Linked DNA regions of Cricetulus griseus: region 2 is linked to region 1. The links are chromatin contacts, called in public Hi-C maps. All regions are on one chromosome and are shown on one strand. The core of a region is the stretch at or near the end of the contact, and the rest is flanking DNA. Distances in the headings are between cores, read along the strand shown.

The links. Hi-C and Micro-C count contacts between places; a contact is called where the count stands out from the background.
Region 2: a contact with region 1 is called in a Hi-C map of liver, with 2.8 times the contacts expected there. The contact joins the promoter of Mroh8 here to the promoter of Blcap in region 1. A contact is called at or near these places in 4 of 8 Hi-C or Micro-C datasets (the CHO-K1 cell line, fibroblasts and liver).

Annotation. Positions count from the first base shown.
Region 1 is chr6:21,971,948-21,977,455 of CriGri-PICRH-1.0, reverse strand. Blcap (bladder cancer-associated protein) reads right to left here and starts at 3,110. Exons shown (of 2, transcript XM_027421260.2): 1 at 2,974-3,110. LOC103158741 (a long non-coding RNA gene) reads left to right here and starts at 3,165. Exons shown (of 2, transcript XR_003486460.2): 1 at 3,165-3,299.
Region 2 is chr6:22,273,100-22,278,607 of CriGri-PICRH-1.0, reverse strand. Mroh8 (protein MROH8) reads right to left here and starts at 2,901. Exons shown (of 24, transcript XM_027421276.2): 1 at 2,543-2,901. The coding sequence starts at 2,823. It overlaps Rpn2 (dolichyl-diphosphooligosaccharide--protein glycosyltransferase subunit 2), which reads left to right and starts at 2,550. Exons shown (of 17, transcript XM_027421279.2): 1 at 2,550-2,683; 2 at 5,288-5,481. The coding sequence starts at 2,671.

The DNA.
Region 1 (5,508 bases), core at 1,861-4,360:
GCTGCTGCCAAGGTAGGTCAGGTCTTTAGCCCCAGGGTTACTCATCAGCAGTCAGCACCTGCTTCCTTCATGACTGGAAATTTCTGTAGTTTGTCATACTAAACCCATTGAGCCATGAGGACATATCAACACAGGCTCCCAATGAAGGCTGACTCTCTCTTTGGAGACGTGGGGGGCAGGCACTGTCAGTCTATTGTTCCATATGTTCTAACCTAGGCATAAGCTAGATGCCAGTTGAGTTCACAAAGACAGGTCAAAAAGGGAGGAAGAAGTCTGGCTACTTTGGACATAGCACATCTTGTCCCCTCACCTGCAAGCCAGGAGGCTACTGGTAACTTCAGGGCTCTCCAGATGAAAGTTTTTTCCTCCATCTACCCTCCAGCAGTGCTGAGTGTAGTGTAGTTAGGTGGACTTCCAGGCAAGGGCTGCTCTGGTGGCTTTTATAATGCGCAATGTCCACTATCCAGTTTTTTCTCCCACCCCATACCCTGCTGTCCTGACAGCAAACTAAACCCACCAGAGAAGGCAGAAGGAATGTGTTCATGCCCCATCCTTGTGTTACATCTGCAAGCCTGATCCAAATATACCTTATTTATAAAATGTTTCCGCAAGGTATATACTATTTAAACATTTTATTCTCACATAAACAATGGGGTGTGTTCCTTTATTGCCAAGCCTTTAGTACACAGAGCTAGATATCCCTTTTTCCTAAAGAGGCTGCCACCTCCAAGCAGGGACAAAGGCAGAGCACACAAGTTGTGAGGGAAGTGGAATAGCTTTACGGGAATCTAGTAACACATGAAGATTCCAGGGACTAATGCTAGAGAAGGCTGCTTCTTGGGCTGACCAGTTAGTTCAAGTTCAGTAGGGTGGAGGTCACTGAGAACCAAAACTTTTAGAAATGTGGTTCTAGGTGACTGTTACCTCTATCTGCAGAGTGACTGAGCTGTGACTGAAAGAAGGGATTCCTTTGAGGGACAGGACAGGGTATATGTTTTCTGGCTTGGGCTATGGGGCCAGCCAAAGATAGCCTCCTTCTACTGAGGCTCTGGGGCAAGCAGGCTTGCTGTTGGCCACTTCCTAGATATCTACTTTCAAACGTGGATCTCTTCAGGAGCCAACACCCCAAAGGGAGAGTCTCAGCTGGCAATCTCCCCCAGGAGATTTAAATGTGTTCTCTCTCTCTCTCTCTCTCTCTCTCTCTCTCTCTCTCTCTCTCTCTCTCTCTGTCTCTGCCCCCACACCCCAGTCTATCAAAGTCTCTTTTTCCAGGTGACCACTGACTTCTTCCACATTCACCACAATCTTCTCTGGAAACGATCCTGTCTCCCTTCCACAGGGCTTATACCACAGCAGGATACAGATACCTGAACATTCTTGGGGCAGAGCCAGGAGACAGAGAGGAAGGCAATAAACGGCTCTTGGTAGATCACACAGTGACAAGCTTGCAATGAAACGCACGTGTTTCAAAGATAGAGAACAAGAACAGAGGGCAGCCTAACTCTGATTCCCCTTAGAAACAACAGACAAGAAGTTAAACTGACTTGGCAGCAACTTGAAGATGCTCACTTTCAGATACAGAATTGATCGGGTCCCTGGAAACTGACCAATGTTCCAGACACCCAATCTCTGAATAGGAATTCTTGACATTAATGAATTGTGATTTAAAAGAAACAAGTAAGCTCGCTCTAACACTTGGCATGAGCACATAAAACGAAACTTTTTTGGGTCCTGGCTTTGGTGTTGAAGTCCAGAAGGCTGACAGGATGGTTGAACCATGTCAGGCAGGGCAGAGAAGCCGTCCCCAATACATCAGTTCCCTGAAAGGGACAAAAGAAGATCCGAACCTATAAACAGAAAGAACCTACAAACCAGAACAGGTCCCAGTTTCCCAACTAAAAAGAAACATGGGACCTAGAAGGAAACGAAAAGTGGTTTGGAAGGAGGAAGGAAAAATCGATTGTCCCCATCCCCCATTCTTCCTTTCCAGGCCAAGGCGAGTGTGACAGGCATTCCATTCCTTCTGCTGCCCTTGAGGGCCACTCCCCACACACCGGAGGAGAGGGAACCGGTGTCCAGAATCGGTGAAAAGTTTGTGGGAGAAGGATCCGGGACCCGAAGCAGATGGTCACCCAATTACTCCAGATACCAAAGACAGGGTTGGGAGCCTAGTTCTCCCTTCTCCCCACACTTCTTCGGAAGGAGGGGAGAAGAGACTGAAGTGGCGAGGAAAGAGTGGCCCGCCTCTCAGAAGCTGAGCCCCTTGCCAAGGGCTCGAGCAGAGGAGGTGGTGGTCGCGCCCCTCTGTCCCAGTCCCATCCGGGGAGCTCGCTGACCTTGTAGGCAAAAGTAACAGCTAGAAGCCCCGGAACCCACCCTCGGGACAAGAAGGGGACACTCCCACCAAGGTCCAGATTGGGGAGAAGCCGGGCGGTCGCCCGACGCGGGTACGCCCGCCCCCGGCCGCGCGGAAGGAAAGTCCCGGCGAGGGGCCAGGCGGCGCCTAAGGTGACCCCGGAGGGCCAACATGGCGCCGCGGCCGCGCCCAGGACCTCTCACCCTGCCCAGGCGGGCGACGCCACGATACCTGCGAGCCCCGCCATGGCGCTGCCGCCACTGTCGCCGTCGCCGTCGCCGCCGCAGCCTGCCTCCACCTTAGCTCGCCACCGACGCCGCAGAAGCTGGGGAGACGCCCCCTTCATCTTCTAGTCGAGCGGCCCAAGGACCCCGCCCGGAATCGGGCTGTCCGCCGCGGACGCCTGACAGACAGGCCCAAATTGGGACTACTCTCGGGTACTTTTCCCTCAGTGTCCGGCACAAAACATCTTTCCTAAGCTATATATGAGCTAGAGTAAAATTAGGAGGCCTCTGAGTTCCTCAAGCCCGAGGAATTTTTAATCAGGCGCATTTGGGTAGCCCCGAACCTCTGGCCTATGGTCCCCTTATGCATATGCAGCAGATTGTGATCCTTACTGTTTGAGAGCGGGGCGGGCCGGCGTCGCTTAGTTGCCCTGATTCCCACTAAGCTCTTCTATCTTGTGGTCAACGCACTCCGAGAAAACATCTCGTGGCTCAGATCTGGCCACGAGATCTGGCCCTTTCAACCATGGGCAAAGAACTGGGCTCAGAACGTGGTTCCTTCTGGGTGATGAAATGGCTCGCCCCGGGCTTGTTAAAGTTTAGATGAGTCAGTGTGTTCACTCGCTAGCTAATTAGGCTCGGTCCTGGTCGCATACTATGCGCAAGCGCAATGCTGGCGGTAGACTTCGGCTCCTGACCCCAGTTTTCCCAACCAAGAGGTGAGACTATCACCCTGTGATCACTTTATCCTAATACTTTCAATCGTACCAGTACATAATTAGACATCGTGGGAAGCACTATGAGGCAAAGTAAGGAGAGTTACGAGAAATTAATGGGATCCTGGTTCCTGAAGAAGAATGAGTGTTGTTGGAACCTTCTTGGGCAAATTGAGTTTGTGCGTTGTGTGAGCCCAGGGGTATTGTTCCAGACATGAGGGTGACAATCCTAAGCAGAGTGGGAGATGAGCAAAAATATGACAGGCACCTTGGTCATGAGTTTGGATCTTCGTCTTGAGAGGCATTGGAAGCTGTTTTCTTAGGGGGAATGAAAAAGAATTTGGGTCTCTCTAAGACCACTGGCTTTTCAGGATTAGAAGACATGGAGGTGAGGTTCGGGATGAGAGACCAGCTAAGCAACCTGAACAGCTTTCCAAAGTCACGGTGACTCAGACAGGTGGTGGCTAAGGGAGTTAGAAGAGATCATATCAGACTCAACCGTGAGGCACAGGCATTGGTCTTAACTAGGAAGGGGTGAGGAGCCCTTACCCAAGGTGGAAAAGCTGGAAGAAAGACAGGCTGCTGGGGACAATCAGGAGTGTGACTGAGAAGTTGTAGCTGAAATGCCTGGGTATCCTGTCCATAGGGAGAATGGAGCTAGACGGGCTGCTAGGGCTTCCTCGGGTCGTGATGTTGCTGAGAAGCCAGGGTCAGAAGGAAGGAAGGAAAGTGGGCTAGGGAGGAGCCAGGAAAAGAGCTGGATGCAGTGAGCAGACTTTATTGTCCCCACTGCCACAGTCTGGTCCATAAAGCAGGGGTTCAAGTAGGAAGAAATACTCTGCCTGGCTGGCTGCTGTTGAGACAAGGGACACCTTGGATTTGGGAATGAGATGGGTCTGTAGCCTGTGCTCTTTTTGTTGCAAGTTAAAAAAGAAACCCATTGTAAATTACTGGTTTAAAAAGGAAATGGGTAGCAGATGGAGTCGCTTGGCAGTGTCACGGAGGACCTGGGCTCATTCCATCTCTCTGTTGTCCTTCAGTTGGTTTCATGCTCACACAATGGCCATCCCCATTCCCGGTATCACCTGTGACCCAAGACAATATTCATTCTTCCCTTAGTTGAGACTACAGCAGGCCTATGACCTCTTGTTGTTCAGTTGCTTATGAGCCCATAATGACCAGTGTATGGTACCTGGTACTCCCGTCATCCACAACAGGAGAAACCAGAAAGCCAGGAAGCTCTTGATTAGATAGATGAAAATGGGGCCGAGCACTGGCAGGGACAAGGCAACTCACATTCTTGTCCACAGCTGATGGTGCTGCACCCACTCTAGAAAACTCTCAGCATCTCCTTGTTCTCATCACACCCCTGTGCCATGCCCAGATTCTCCACGCCTGTGGACTGGGTCTCCCTGAAGCCCCATGCAAGACTGTCTTTAGCAGAGGAGTTCCTGGTTCAGCCAGTCTGGAGACAATGCAGTGTCCATCCACAGGAGAATGGACCAGTCCACAGTGCAGTGTGCAGTCTGTGGGATACATTTGACACTTGGTAGCCTCTCTTCTGCATGGGAGGTTAAAAAATGTTTGTAAAATATTTGCAAGGCATTCTTGTCATCATTCCCTAAAAAAAAAAAAAAAATCATAATGGAATAATTGCCTATGTAGCTCTTAGAGGCTTTAGCTCAGCCGTCTAGAGCTGGGCTGAAGTACATGGCAGGATGTGTGTAGGTTACCTGTAAATGCTGCACCATTTTATGCAAGAGACTTACGCATCCTCATATTTGGGGGCTTTGAAATCCCCTCTGAATTTTGAGGGACAAGTGCATTTTATACATAAATGTAACAAACCACTGACACATGAAACACTACAGATTGCTCTGACATACAGGATGTGGGCTAAAAGGAGCTGGGGGCCCAAGCCAATGCAAAGGGCATGATCCCATTGTTCAAAGGAAGGTGAAACTGATCCATGGTGATAGCAATCAATTAGTGGTTTCAGGGAGTAAGGAAAGGAAGGGAAGATGCAAAGACTTGGCTCAGGTAGGGGAAACGCCTATCAAGCTGGTCCTAAAGCCAGGGAACTTTATGTAGGTTATTCCTCAAGAAAAAAAAAAAAAGAAAGGAATGCTTTTTAAGACCCCACACGGGTTAGAAAGTATATTTCTGGTGTTTTCATGGCAGTCTGGGCATTGGCAAAGCCCAAGTGGCCAGC
Region 2 (5,508 bases), core at 1,652-4,151, 300 kb before region 1:
CAAGTTCTGCTTTGCCACATATGCCAATTTTATGGTGTAAATACTCCAAAATCATGGCCAAAATCAAGCTACAAATGTTTCCCTTGGATATAAACTGTGCAATAGTATATACACTATCTTATCACATTCTACTGGTGGGGAATTACATGTATCTAGGCAATCATATGTTCAGACAATGGTAAATGTGATAAAATCAGGACTCAAGTTTTATTTTTAGCATGTTTTCTTTCACTTTATAGCTGTAGCAATTAAATGTTTTAAATGGCTAAATATTTAACCAATTTGCAAAATTCTTGAAAACTTAACAGAGCTCTTTCTTTAACACATCACTGGCCTGTCTTATTACTGAATGGGTAGAGTTCTTTAAGCGTATTCTAGTTGGGCACTTACAGGGAACCATGGAGTTGGCCGGGCCTAGCTGTCTTTCGAGGCATGTGTCATAGTTTTTTCAGGTTAGATTCTGTAGCTCGTAGGGCATCATGTGCCTTCGGTCCCTGAGAAATTGAGGAACTCCTTCAGGCAGTGAAACACTCAGGAAAGTTTGTGTTTTCTTTGTATGTTTCCTTAGAAGTCAAGGAAGTATGGAAGCTTGATGGGACATTTGGTCTTAGACATTAATCATTTGTGTGTCCAATACAGCTTGCAAATGCCATTGTATCCTGGTGTCTACTACAGTATTGATCCTGGCAATCACCATTATATTCTGTTTCTGATAAAGATATAAAAAGTCCGATTGCTCTCAATAAGATTGTCTCAGCCTCAGTCTTGCTGGGGCCCCTCCAACCCAACCCTGGTTTAATTCCTTGCTAGCCATATCCAGTGGCCTTGGCCCTGTAAGTGAGCATAGGCCTTACAAGCACTACCCAATATCACTTTTTGGCATAATGAAAATATCTGTCAAATTGCCCTGGTTGAGCTAGTGAGCATTTGAAACAGTATTACAACTGAGGAGCTGAAGCTTAAATTTTCCTTAATTTAAAGTTCAAAGTGAAATAACTGCATTGTTGGCTACTACATGGAGGCGTGGTACTTACTAGGCACAGAATTAACCCTCTCTAACATAGCTGAATAATATTTGGGGCAATACTAAAGACAAAAAACATTCCTATTCTCTGACACTCTCCATGTTCACAATAGCTAAAAGCAGACTGTATTCAGAATTCCCCAGGCTGAAGTATTTCCTTCTTTTAAAAGTGCTAAAAGTATCTCTTCACACTTCATAGAATAATGACAAGGAGGAAATGAAATGATGTGTGTAGAAGGCTTAGCACGCTTTCAAACTGTCTTGTAAATGCTCAGTAATTGGAACCACCTACTAGTTTGGCCTTCCATTTTGAGTGTGTTAATTTGCAGATCAGGGCATCCTTCAGTCCTCACAGGAGAAGCCTCTTCTTGGAGTAGATGGCAATTAACCCACAACCGATCACCATGCAGAGAACTTTGGAAATCTCAGCCCTAAATGGGATGTGTATATCATACTCCTCATCTAAAGCTCAGGGAACTATGTGGAAGAGGGGACAGAAGGATTGTAAAAGCAGAGGTGATGGATGGCTTCAAGGGAGCAGCAGTCTCCAAACACAGCAGGGAAGCTGCAATATGAATCCACAGAGATTGTGAGACTGTGTACAAGACCTGCAAAACCCCGGTACAGAGAAGGGGAAGTGGACACAAAAGCTATTCATAATTGATAACTTTCGGGGGAAGGAAAGTCCAGTTTTTTCAATGGAGTGATACTCCATGCTTAGTTTGTTTATTTATTTATTTTTGTTTGTTTTTGTTTTTTCCAGAGGGTTTCTCTGTGTAGCTTTGGAGCTGTCCTGGAGAACTCGCTCTGTAGACCAGGCTGGCATCGAACTCACAGAGACCCCGTCTTGCCTCCCAACTGCTGGGATTAAAGGCGTGCACCACCAATGTCCGGCCTGTTTTTTTTTTTTGTTTGTTTGTTTTTGTTGTTGTTGTTGTTGTTGTTGTTTTTTGAAAGAGAGAAATGGAGCATGAAGTTGAGTGGATAGGGGGTTGGGGAAGGGAATAACTATGATCAAAATACATTGTATGAAATTCTCGAAGTATAAAATATCTATAAAAACGCCCTTCAGAGTTACTTATAGCTCACTGATTTTAAACCTGGTTAAAAAAAATGACGCATAAGTCGGTTACTAACAATCTAAGTAACCCTTCGACCATAACTTCCGAGAGGGGTTAAAAACACGTCACTACAGCCGACTCTCCTCCCTTGCCTCGGCTTTAAAATTGGCCGGGCTGCGGGAGAGACCCGTGATGGACAGGGCGTCCGGCCAGTCGCTGGCACTGGCCAATCAGAGGCGGCCCCGTCTCAGGCCCAGCCCAAGTCCCCGTCCAATCGCGTCCGGGTGGCGGCCAGAGCAGGACGGTTGAGAGGCGGTCGGTTCCAAGTGGGCCGCGGCGCGGGGGAGACGTCGGGCTCGCAAGCAGGAACCCCGAAAGCGGTTCGCACGCCACGACTGGACCCCCTACGCGGCGGCTGCAGAGGTCGGCCCTGCCCGGTGGGACCGCCGAGACTGACCTTTGCCGGGAGCCCATCCTGGCCGACGACGTGTGCGGGTCCCTGGCGTCCCCTCCGGCGCGCTCTTGGACCCACTTCCCACAGCGGAAGTCTGCCTGCTCGGGCTCCGCCGGGACCTGCTCGGAGGAATGGCGCCGCCGGGTGAGGCGTTGCGCATGGCTCAACAGTGGGGCCCCGCGGCCGATACGCCTTGGGGAGCGGGGCGTCGCCCGCGGGAGGCTAGTGCGGATCACACGGGCGCCGACCAGGCGCTGCTCCCCTCCCCTACGGGGCAGGGGCATGGGCTCGGGCGCTTTCGGGGTCGTGGGTGTGACGGAGGGCTGCGAGCTCTAGAGAAGGGAGGGCGGCCCGGAGGATTGTTGCGGGGAGGGGGAGGCGTGCGACGCGCGGCTACGGGTCCCCGCGAGGCCCAGCGCGAACCGCGCGGACCCGGGCCTGGCCGCCTTCATTCATTCTGGTGGTCCGGGCGGCCTACGTCCTGTCTGCGAGCCATCCGCGGCATCGTGAAAGCCTTTGACCATGTCGCTGGACTCTAGGGTTTTTTCCCTGACAGGGACGGGAGGCTCACCTCGCCTAACGCCTAGGCTATGAAGTGTTATAGAGGTGCAGACTTGTGTTAGCGGCCACATATTCTCTGTGAGACCAGGGGCCAGGGACTTAACCCATCTGCACCCCAGTTGCTCTTTTGGTATCTGCTTCGTAAGATCTGTGTTAAATGGTATTCTGCGTTTGCTTTTTAACAGTGCAGGGCAAAATTCGATGCCGGGTAGATTCTGAATGGACACGGTAGTGTGGAAGCTTAGTGTCATCCTTTTAAAAATCGGTATTTGGGTGTATATCTTCTATTCCCCCCTGGCCGATGAGTAGAATCCCAGAGAAAGGCAGTAACTCGGGAACACAGTGAACAAAGCTTGCCATTTCACTATTTGATTTGTTGGCAAAGTGGTTCAAGTCAGAATTTGTATTGAAACTGTCTCAAGTTTGAGTCCCAGTTATGTGTCTTAGGGCAGGGACAGATAACTTAATGAACCTTAATTTTTTTCTTTTTTAGTTAGGGCCTAGGGAGCTGGGGAAGTGGGTTTGGTTCCCAGCACTGAGAGAAAAGCAAGTGCATGGCACACAGGAGCTTCACTGTAGACTGATGAGTACTGAACATTATAGAGCTCTTTATTTTACTATGGGGTTTGGGACTTAGAGGTTACTACGCATCAAACCCAGGGTATGAATTCTACACTAAGCCATTACTTCTACACATACAGTCTAAACACACAAAGACTTAAATGAAACTACTGTTCATAGAAGATGACCTGAGTTCGAGCTTCAGGTAGAACTACATGGTAGAAGGAGAGAACCGACTCCCAAGGTTTCCTCTGACCTCTATATGTACACACCTCTGGCCCCAATTTAATTTAATTTTTTTAAGTAGAATGTGAGCTCTGTAGTGTTGACTGGGTTTGAGTCCAACCAAGACTGGCCACATGTAAGCTACTGTAGTCCTCAGCTTTCTTCTTTGGAAGGTAATGCCTTTACCAGATTCTAATTCAAATTCAACTTGAGCTGTAGGCAAAGGATTTAGGGCCATTGATGTTAGTTTTGTAATTGCCTTTTAATGCTTTTAACTTGGGTGACAACTGATTCATGACGTAGCCTACTCAAAAGCTTTCCTTGTTTTTATTTTTAATGAAAGAGACAGATGCCATTTCTACAGTTTCTTCATGTCCCCTAGGGGAGTCACAGATGGGACTGTTTTCATGTACTCTGTGCATACCATACCTGGCAGTCTGTAAGACTTGAAAATACTGAGATAAACATGAAAAATAGTCTTTAGCCTCCAGCTCTTAGAATCTAGATTCAAAGAGCTTATAGTTTAGCAGAGAAATCAGCCTGCATATTCTTTTTTTTTTTTTTTGCAGGGGAGGGGTATGTTTTTGTGTTATCTCCCCCCCCCCACACACACAGGGATTCTCCATGTAGCCCTGGCTGTCCTGGAACTCGCTTTGTAAATGAGGCCTCAAACCAGAGATCTGCCTACCTCTGCCTCCTGAGTTCTGGGACCAAAGGCGTGTGCCACCACTGCCCAGCTGTCCTCTCATACTCTTAGTTGTGGAAATGCAGCTTAGGCACAGTATAGACTTTGCTGACTGGCTGCAGTAGCAAGCAAGCAATGGGAGCAGCAGCTGATACTGTACAAAGTGCTCATTACAGACTAGTCATGATTCTATAACATCTTTCCCCCTTAACTCAGAACAAGCCCAGGGATGACACTTGTCTGCTTTATGCTTGAGGAAGTTGAGGCAATAGCTAAATACCTTGACTGTGGTTCCTATACAGCCCAGAGGCTGGGTTCTTCATTGTACTGGGGCCTAATTCAAGGAAAGCTTCTTGATAGTAAGCAAAAACCTGAAAGGGCACAATATGCAAAGTTGAAGTTGAGGAAAACCTGAAAAGAGTGCCAGGTGGGAAGGAACCGGACTCTTGAGGAATAGGCTGGAAAGTGGCAGTTGTTGGAGTGGTCAAGAGAGGAGGTGACAGGAAAATAAGGGTTCAGGATTTGTTCTGTCCTGGAGCTTCCATGAAAGACTGTCCTGGTAGTTGAAGATGGGGTCATCATTCCCGGTCTCTTGAGGCTCAACCTAAGTTCTTTACCCATTCCCACGCGGTTGGGCTCCCAGACCTTGGTGCTTCATTATTGGGACTGTGTCTAGGAGTAATGTGACATGTACTTAATAGCCATTTCTGTCAAAGGTTCCAGCGCTGTCTTCCTGTTGGCCCTGACAATCGTAGCCACCACCCAGGCTTTGACACCTACCCACTACCTCACCAAGCATGATGTGGAGAGACTGAAAGCCTCTTTGGATCGTCCTTTCACAAATTTGGAGTCTGCCTTCTATTCCATCGTGGGACTCAACAGCCTTGGTGCCCAAGTGCCAGATGTCAAGGTAAAGCTGCCTTTCTTCTGCTCACAG